Linked DNA regions of Mus musculus: region 2 is linked to region 1. A link is a contact called in public HiChIP or PLAC-seq data. All regions are on one chromosome and are shown on one strand. Each heading gives the region's core, a stretch centred on a gene start, on an enhancer-like site or on the middle of the called end of the contact. The rest is flanking DNA. Distances are from core to core; before and after follow the strand shown.

Region 1 (5,200 bases), core at 1,254-3,753:
AGACTTCACCACCGTGATGGACTGTACCCTAAACCAATGAGCAAAAGTAAATGCTCTGGTCAGGAATTTTGTCACAGCAATGAAGAGTTGCAACCAACACAGATCCATGAGTACAGAAGTGCAGAGATTTTTCGACAGTGGACAGAGAGCTGCTCTGAGAAGCACAGTGTGGGACATGTGGATGGTTCTAAAATACCTTGGAAACTTGAAACAGTTTAGAATGTTGGCTGCTGCAGGGACTAACAGGGAATTGAATGTGATAAAGCAGATACCCTGAAATTGGAGCCTGCTTATAAATAAACAGAGGCTTCCAGGACTAGAGAGAAGGTGTGGTTCATTCCACAGACGTTGTTGGGAAAATTGTCTAAACGTTTGGAAGAAAAATAAATAAATAAATGAGATCTCCCCTCGTGCTTTACACCAAAATAAATTTCAAGTGCATCTGGAAGTTAATTATTAAAAAAAGGAAACAAAATAATGAAAGAAAACACAGGCGAATACTTAACTACCTTCACGGAGGGCAAGGATTTCCTAAGCCTAAAAGAAATGGAAGAAAGGAAAGAAAACATGTTGGTAGCTTTGACTGTGTGAAAAGATAGACTCCTTTGTGTTTCTAGAAGCCTACGGAATTAAATCTAAACACAGAGCGTGGCAAACAGGGAGAAGGACCACTGTCATGTGCATCCAAACATTCCCTCTAGCCAGTAAGAAACCTGTTTACTACCCTAAAGGAATTGAGAATTAAGTCAGAGAAAAAGAAATTCACATGGCCCAATAGCTATAAAGACTGTTAAGCCTCAAAAAAAAAAAAAATCAAACTTACAATGTTACTCTTTATTTTTCTCACTTTATCTTTAATATGATTTTTGGTAGGACTTTGATACAACTTTGGGGGGAGCAGTTTGGCAAGGGTTTTTATATCTTTTACTCTCCTTCTAAGAATGCAGCCCAAGAAGAAAAGCAGAAATTTATGTATGAAGACAATCAGTTGTTATATACAAAGATGAGGAATTTTTAAACCATGTAAATGTACAAACTGAACTTATTTTAAAGTCTTTGCTACAAAATAGAATGCTGGGCATTAAAAAATGCTTTTTAAAAATTACTTTGGTAACTTTTATTAAGAAGGAATTTTTAACTACCATAAAGTTATGTGAATTCTATAAAAATAAATATTACAGGCTAGAGATATGGCTCAATGATAATGTGCTTACCTAGCATATACAAGACCCTGGGCTTTATCCCCAACATTATAATCAAACAATCAATATTATACTATAGATGTCTTTACAGGAGAGCAATTGTCAATCAGCATAACAGTATGTCAGCATCAATCCTCTGTTTTGGTGGAAGTGCAATTGCCTTTAATCTTTGCCTTTATACTTTGTGCATTTAAATTATTTTATGATGACTATGCATTGTCCCTACAATGAGAAGTAATTATTTCTTAAAATCAATGCCTCCCTATGTTTATATGCAGATCTTATCTGTCTCCCACAACTAGCAAATATTTTTCACAGTCATCTACTTTGGAATTATAGAATATTAGCAGATAACATACGTGTTATTGGAGTACTTAGTGTATGCAAGAGGAGGCTATATTAAAAGGGAAACAGGGCTATACAGTAAGACTATGTCTCAAAGTTGAAGAAAGGAGACAGAGTAGGACGAAAGGAGAAGAGAGGGGAAGAGAGAGAGGGGGGGAGGGGAAGAGAGGGGGAGGGAGGGGAAGAGAGAGAGGGAGGGAGGGGAAGAGAGAGGGGGAGGGAGGGAAGGAAGGAGGGAGCATGAACTGACTGTGCATACCACGCTCATTAAATTCTTTAGCTGACTTTGATTGAGTAGTTGCTGACTCACCATTTGGGGACACTGGATTTACTGGGGCAGAAAGCCACCCTTGTGACAAAGTAGTGGGTTTAGACAGCAGAACATTCAGTGAATGTGTTTTTAAACAATGTACTTCTTAAGTCCTTGAATTCAGGTTTGTGGTCACACAAGGTGGGTATATTCTCAGTGTTGCTCGCTCTTCTTGCCCTTGACTCTGGCCATAAGGAAACTAAGATCATAGAATTTGTGAGTCATTGTTTATTAGCACAAATGAGATCAAATCAGAGTCCGTGCTCGTGACCACAGACAGCATCCGCAAGCTTGGTGCAGTGTGATTAGAGCAAATGCAGCAAGCCAGACAGCCAAGACCCTCCAAGTGACCCACGTCTCATTTGTTGATGCCTCATCTACAATTGTTCTTTGCTGAAGATGCCTTTGCATCTCATTGGGTGAAACCCAGCAAAGCTCCATGTGTAATGGTTGCCCTAGAAATGTGGAGCAAATGGCCCTGCATGGCATATTTTCTTCCTGAAAACTAACAATACATTTTATGTCCCTTAGTCTTTGAGCACTCTGAGACTCTTCAAATCATTTGATGTCTTCTGGGAAAGCACTTGGCTCCTTTTGGCCTGAATTGAGTCTCCTTGGAAAAAGGCCTGTTTGGTTTTTCCCTTGTGTTGGAGTCCCTCCAAATGGACACTCTGTGAACTGCAGCTCAAAGTGAGAGCCTCGAAAGGCCTTGCCCACTCCAGCTCCTGTCAGAATCCAAGAATCTGGCCTGCGTGGCTTTTGCCTTGCCCTGTGTTGACCCTGGGGAGATGCCTGGGGAGGAAGTGTTTTGTCCCTGTCCCCGTGTTTCTGTCAGCCTGTGGAGATCTGATAGACAGGGCTAGCAGGAGGCTGGAAAGCCAGAGAACAGGGTTGTGTTCCAGATAGGGTGTGCCCAGGGATGGGACAGCATGAACCCAGAATCACAGGGCAAAGGTTGTATGGAGACCCGTGTGTGTGGCAGATAACTTCCCCATGCTGCTATGCTCGGTGGTAGGTGTTCAAAACAGTCGAGAGGAGAGTAACCCGTGAGTCTTTGGGAATCATGTGTCAGTCCTGCATGTGACAGGTTGAGTGGAATAAGATATTTGACTTCCTTAACCAGTCAGTTGAAACCAGTGTCGGCTCTGAAGTTATACCACTATTGGCTTGGTAAATCAGAGGATGGAGCATGCTGAAGACTACAGCATGATGTGTTTGTACCTGCTTGTAAACCTAGCCATGGGAAGGCAGAGTATGACGATGGCGGGTTCAAGGCCAGCCTAGGCTATGTAGCAAGCTTATGTCTCAAAAAAAACACAAAATAAAAATAAAAAGCAAATAAAAAGTATTTGTTGAAGTGAATGGTGGGATACTCTGGCTATTAGACTATTATTAGTTTCAAGATCAGACCTCTAGACACAGAGTCCAAGTGCCACTGGAGTGTTGATGAGAAATCTCTCAGTGGTACCCTGCTCCCGAGAGGAGGATGTCATCTCTTCCTGCCTCACATCACACAGTCCAATGCATTCCTCTACAGAGTGTCAACTCTACCTTGTCACTTGCTTGAAGAAAGAATCACTTGCCTCTATCTGGACAGAGTTGACTGCTCTTGGGTGCCAGTTCATGGAGGACTCACATTCACACTAAGGAGAATATGACGTGACCACCCTGGACCAGCACCCTCATTTGCAGTTCTTACCCAATATCAAGCCCCAGCAGGTTCTTGTTCCACACTGTCTAGGTCACTCTCAACTCCCTGGTGGCTTTGCTCCACTCAGGCCTCTGTCACATGGTACTGTAGCTGATAGACAACAGGAATGTGGGACTCAGGCTGGGAAGATCAAGTTCAAGAAACTGGCAGCTGCTGTACCCATGGGGAACCCATTTCCTGATCCTGAAATAATGCCTTCTCATTGGGTCCTCACACGGTGGGAAAAGCTAGCAAGCTCCCTAAAACCTACTTTATACGGGCACAAATCTCATCCATGAGGGGCCCATTCTCCTGACCTAATCACCTCTCTGGACTCTACCTCTTAGTACCTTCACCTGGGGACTAGAAATTAGAGCATATTAATTGGGTGGGGAATCACAAGCGTTCAGATCATAGTGTAAGACTCTTCCCATCTGCCAGGCAGAGGGAGACCAGCCTGGGAGGATAACGTGTTCTACAGGGATGACAATCTGCAGTGTCCCAATGTGAAGAGAGAAGTCAGCTGTCACTGTCCTGAGAGAGTTGGTCTGTGAAGTCTACAGATATCTTTCCGCTAGGGCCTAAGAGTGTCTTCAAATGCCATAGAGAATATAAATTTATATTAAGACATTTGTAGGCAGAGGCAGGTGGATTTCTGAGTTCGAGGCCAGCCTGGTCTACAAAGTGAGTTCCAGGACAGCCAGGGCTACACAGAGAAACCCTGTCTCGAAAAAAAAAATATTAAGACATTTGTGATTTAAGGAGACACAGAATGAGCTGGGGTGACAGCATGCAAGCATGAAGACCTGAATTCAATCCCCCAGAACCTTCAGGATTAAAAAAGGTTGTGGTGGGGGGGGGGGGGAAGAGGATGTGCTTATAGTCTCAGTGCTGGGATGGGGGTGGAGGTGGGGTTGATACAATCGGATCCCTGGGACTCACTGGCCAGCCAGCCTAGCTTATTTTGTGAGCTCCAGGCCAATGAGAAACCCTGTCTCAAGATGGCAGGGTTTATGGCATGTAAGGACCAACAGCCAAGGCTGTCCTCTACACTCTGCACACACACACACACACACACACAGAGAGAGAGAGAGAGAGAGAGAGAGAGAGAGAGAGAGAAGGAGAGCGTCTCAGGGAGTTTTAGGGTGCCTTACTACTTTAAGTTAGAGCCTGCGTACCTCAGGGATTGTAGCCTGAGAACTTCCTATGTGTACCAACTGGAACCTGCTAGATGCTTTCCTCTGCTGGAGTTTGCTGTGCACACCTGATGGCCTGTAGCTTTGTGGTTGGTTCCGCCACAGGGTCCCACTATCGTGTGTCCACCACCACCTCTGACACACCCCAGTTGCATCACGGCTCAGCCTCTCTGCACTGTTTGAGAGTCAGAATCCCTGAACCAGGAGCCTTGCCTTATTGCTAGACAGCTGGACCACCCCCAAAGCATCACATGGGAAGGGCATTCAGCAAATCCCGTTCCGGAAGCAATCTGTCACCCCGGCCGGTTTCCCCGTCAGCATTTGCGGGGAGTTCTGTCTCCTGGCAGGGAACTGGCTCACAGCTCCGTGCTGGAACTGGCAGCCCCTCAGAGACAGTTTCTCCTTCTCAGCATCACCCGATGACGCCCAGAGTCAAGGCGCAAACGAGCCTCAAGAA
Region 2 (4,969 bases), core at 15-2,514, 1.2 Mb before region 1:
CTTTGCCATTATTCCCTGGGCAGCACGGTGGACACGCTCTTATGTAGCATTTATGTTAGGTTAGGAATTAGATGTAACTGAGATGTATGGGCCAGACAGAGGTGTGGATGAAAACAGTTTTCCAGATGTAACAGGGCAGATGAACTCACAGAAACTGGGACAACATTCGCAAGTCTCGAACAAGCTCAAGCCAGATGAAATCCCAGTACAGGTTGGGTGTGGCTGTGGGTAATGAAATCCTACCCCTAGCCAAGAAGCTATTCCCAAGTGATCTCTGCCGTGGAAGGAAAAAAATGAGTATTTTTCAATGGAGGGAGAGTGAGTATATCAACCACCCACCAGAGCAGGACGCATGCTCAGGAGGAGTCAGGCAACACAAATTGAGCACGACAAATATGACCAAGGTATATTGTGTTGTTAAGGCTCACCCCTGAGCATAGCTACAGCCATTTTGTTCCATGCCTGACAGCTATTTCATATTGTTGCTGTAATATGCCTGCTAGTCATTGATGTAGAAAAAATAACTTGACTCAGAGCAGGGTCATGCTGACCACATACCCTGTTGGGTTCTCTATGTTAAGAGGTTTGTTAATCTTAAGAAATTCCACAACTGTAAGCTTCACACAGGACCCATCGCATTAAAGGTCAACATGAACTGTTATGTCTAAAATGGCTGGAGTCAGGGCCAACCACTGGGCAGCACTTCCAGCATCTGTCTATGTGCTCATTGTGGCTTTTGCAGTTTTAGCTTTTATAAGCTGACCATAGAGATGGGTTCGGCTTACTTAAGGGTTTGAAAGATGTGTGTAGGCTCTGTGCAGACTGCACACTACATTATTTAGGGGACAAGGCTCAGAACAAGTCCTCACAAAATAAAAACAAAACAAAACAAAAACAAAAAGAGCAAACTGGAATCATAGCAAGTGTATATGGGACTTGAACACTAATAGATTTTGGTATCTTGGGGGGAGGGGTTTCTAGGACCGTTTCCCTGCAGCTATTGAGGGAATAACTGAACACCAATGCACTCTGACTCCCCTCCCCTCCCCTCCCCTCCCCTCTCCCCCTCCCCTCCCCTCCAGTCTTCCCTTCCCTAATATACCTTCCTGGTTTATTTTGATGGCTCACTCTTGGATGTTAGTCCATAATAGCCTCAAGATCACATCCCGGAAGGCACCATGTTCAGGATCACACTGGCAATCTGAGAATGGAGCTGTTCACCGGGAGCCAGCGTGTTGCCGAGGGCATCCAGAAGGGCTTCGAGTGGCGTGTGGGTGCCTCTGCTTCACTGAGTTTCAAACGGACACTTCTTGTCAAGAGGCTCCTTCATTGGTCTCTGCTGACCGTTTTGGCAGGAAGCCCAGTGGAGACAATGGTGCCCTTTTCTCTCAACAGTCCTTTGGGTCACCTCAGAGAAGACCAAGGCCGGGAACTGAGGGTGGAGAGAGCAATTAGGAAGGAGGAGATGTGGATTTTCAAAGGTCAGCCGGAGTATGAGTAGCGATTGCCTGGAGATTTATTCCGAGTGCCTTTCCTGACTAGAAAAACAACAATAAAAGGGGGAAAAAACCCCACCCGGGCCCACAAGTGGGGTAGAAGTTGAAGAACACTTTAATTCATAAGGAAAAGGGCTTGAATAATTGATGCTACCACCCTGCCAAAGATAATTTCAGCCCGCTCCCTCTATCTCACAAAGACATTTAGCATTGATGCAGATCAAAGTGTCAGAAACCCCTGCTGCTAGGCTGAAAGGCAAAACTCGCAGCGGCCTTTCTCCGCTCTGATAATGTCGTCTTTATGTAGTTAATAAACTGCGCACTTCAGTCAAACTATATCATTACAGAAGACTTAGGGAGCTAATAATTTAAAAGCAAAGAATTGCCTCTGTTCCTCACTTTGAACTAAACAACATTCTGTTGAATGAGGGGGACATCAAAGTCTTGTCACTATTACCAGTGTGGCTCTAGCAGAAGGCCCCACAGAGTGGGTACTTCAGTCATCAAGGGGAAAAGAAAGAAAGGAAGGAAGGAAGAGATTAAAGACACTGGCTTATCCACGCAAAGGCGGTACCAGGTGTTTTGGTTATTATTGTTTGTACTGGGAGAGCATCAGGTGGCTCTAGTATCAATGCATGTCCTTGTCCAGCTGATGCTTATGAACCCGGGTCAGACAGTTCACTTTTCACCTTGGCCCTGCTCTGAACTTTGTCCTGATGATATCTCTGTTTGCCTTTAGCCTGTCAGCCCTGCAAAGCGCCTTGGCTTTCTTAGGTCCTGTTTAGGTGGCTTGTTTGGCCTCTCTTTGTGCAGGGTCATGGGGCATCGTGTTCTCCACCCAGTGTTGGCTTGCTGTTGGCCATTCAGTGGCTCACAGGCTCCTATTTGGCTGGATAAGGGCATCTGCTGCGTATCTGTTTGAGGGTATTTTAAGCAGGAAGTTATGAGATAGACAACCTTCCGATAGCATCTCACCGCTCGCCCCTATACCCCGCTCCAGTGCTGCTGGGCTTGACATGAGGGCCATTGTCTTAACTTCATGCTCTTCCCCAGGAATTATTCTGAGGATGGAATCACTCAAAACATGGAATCTCCTGCAAATGGCTTGAAAGAAACTCTGGGCAAGAAGCTTGAATAAACTCGAAGGAAGCAGACGACGAAGAGAGGCCTCTGTTGAAGCTAGGCTTTTCCCACTTCTGCACTGGAGATTTGCAATATGAATGATGGTCCCACTGGGGCAAGAAAGCTGTCTTATGCATTCTATAGCCACTGTCTGGTGGCTGTGGCTGTGTTAGTGGTAGTGGGGAACTGACATTCCAGATACATCCAACCTAACTGGTTCCTTAGGCCAATGACAGTTTTGCAGACAGCAGTTGGGGCCACTCTGAGACTTTTGCTGTCAGTTCACACAGCAGTTGGGACACAGTGAGTGTGTCAGCCTGCAGAGGGCATCTGGGCAGGGTGGTTCTAAGGGCAAAGCAAATTATCTACCAAATATAACTAGAAACTTGCAAAGTATAAACCTAAATCTTGAGGAAGACATACATGTATTTAAAAGCAGTTTTGCCGTCACCTGGTCAGAGTGGTGCATTGTCTACTGTAGAGGCAGTAGGCATTACGAAATTGATCAAAAGTAGTCTCAGCTACGTGGTGAACTAAAGGCTAACCTGGGCTAATTCTGTCTCAAGGGCAAAATAAGACACATACTATTGTTTTTACTTTCCGTCTTAATGTTCTCCAGCATCCTTGGTCAATCATGTCTTTTCCGGACACCTTACATCTATCATCTCATTTCAGACTGAAGCTCAGCGAGATTCTGAACCGTTTGAGTAGGTCATGGCCAGGGATGTTAATTGCTGCATTGTTTATAGTCATTGAGTTTGAGATCCAGCTATTTCTCCAACACTGAGCACAGCAAAGTAAACACTGCCTCTATAGAATGTCAGGATGTACAGTTGGTAAAGATCCTGTGATGACACAGGGATGGACCCATAGTGCATGATGGGATGGAAAACATACGCCTTTGAGCTTTATGATAGTAGTGTCTCAGTGAGGAAGGTGCTTTCTGAGCAGGCACAAGGACCTGTGTGTGTGTGTGTGTGTGTGTGTGTGTGTGTGTGTGTGGCAGTGGTCTATAAATCTGCTGCTCGGTAGGCAGAGGCAGAGAATCCTCAGAGCAAGCCATCTAGCTAAATCAACCATTATGAGTGAGCTCTGGTTCCACTGAGAGAACCACAGAAGACGACTCCCGATGTCAACCTGGGACCTTGAAATGCACCTGCACATATGTGTAGACATGCCCCACCCTGTGTGCAAATGCACACATTCATTTATGCACACGGCACACATTGATACTTGTTCTCAGTGTGGATGTGAGTCGTGGGGCAGCTGCTGAAGTATCCAGGTTCTTGGGTCTCACAGCCAAGAATTGCCCCCAGGGACCCATGGTTAGGCATAGAAAGAGAGGCAGTTTATTAAGGGAAAGCACTCTGAGGGTGGGAGTGGGCTAGGAGGTGGGAAGGAATTCCCCAAGGCACCAGGCCGTGAACCATACGACCAGTTATAGGACACTGACATAATATCCACCTTTCCCTGGTTGGTATAGCATATACTTTTTGAGGCATGCTCTGCTTGTTGTATGAAACCCAGGTGGGGAAGAGCATCTGGTGTTTCTCTACTAACTGGCTTCTTTCATGTATTAATACTAATACAATGCTTCTCCAGGCTTTATTCTCCAGCCATATATATGTATATATATATATATATATATATATATATATATGTATATATATGTGTGTGTGTGTGTGTGTGTGTGTGTGTGTGTGTGTGTGTATGTGCAAGAAAAACAGTGACTGTGTGTGTGTACATGAAAATATGCACATCTGTATGAAGGTATGAATGCAAGTATATTAGGAGGTTAAAGGACAACCTTGGGTTGTAGTGCCCAGGAACATTGTCCTGGGGATATATATATATATATATATATATATATATATATATATAGTGCCTGGTACTTAAAGAGGATAGAAAGGGTGCCATTTTACCCTGGGATTGTAGCTACAGATGGTTGTGAGCCACCTTGTGAGTGCTCAAACCAAACCTCAGTCCTTTGGCAGAGCAGCAATTGCTCTTCGCTGCTGAATCATCGTTCCATCCTCCGTCTACCTCTTTCGAGACAAGGTCTCTCTCACTGCCGAAGCTCACCACTTAAGCCGGTGTGGCTGCTGCCCAGGGCACTCCATGGATCTTCCAGTCTTCCCTTCCCTGGGATTAGGACTCTGTACCACCCAACTCAGTAGTTTATAAGGGTTCTAGGGATTGGACTCAGATCTCTAAACTTGCAATGCAAATGCTTAATTAGCCAAGTGGTCTCTTCAGCTCTTGTTTGTTTTTGTTTTTTAATGTGCATTTTACCCCCAATAAAATGTTAATTTTGAAGTTTGGAGAAAAACAAAAGGTAATTTAAAAATCTT

What was found. HiChIP or PLAC-seq counts read pairs in DNA pulled down with a chosen protein or histone mark.
Region 2: an H3K27ac HiChIP or PLAC-seq map of stem cell-derived neural progenitor cells shows a contact between it and region 1, with 7 times the contacts expected there. The contact joins two enhancer-like sites. A contact is called at or near these places in 3 of 484 Hi-C or Micro-C datasets (the N1E-115 cell line, nephron progenitors and palatal mesenchyme) and 1 of 115 datasets of contacts at active chromatin or transcription factors (stem cell-derived neural progenitor cells).

What each region holds. Positions count from the first base shown.
Region 1 is chr11:108,023,249-108,028,448 of GRCm38.p6, reverse strand. The region is part of intron 5 of Prkca (protein kinase C, alpha); the gene reads left to right. Among named protein-coding and RNA genes, the nearest start is that of Mir7223, 29 kb to the right of the region's middle. Within about 2 kb of position 2,503, at least 53 of the 459 cell types and tissues checked have an H3K27ac peak or open chromatin away from gene starts, as enhancers often do. A contact at or near this core is called in stem cell-derived neural progenitor cells, where this site is marked.
Region 2 is chr11:109,207,321-109,212,289 of GRCm38.p6, reverse strand. No RefSeq gene overlaps it. Among named protein-coding and RNA genes, the nearest start is that of Gm39440, 9.7 kb to the left of the region's middle. Within about 2 kb of position 1,264, at least 17 of the 459 cell types and tissues checked have an H3K27ac peak or open chromatin away from gene starts, as enhancers often do. A contact at or near this core is called in stem cell-derived neural progenitor cells, where this site is marked.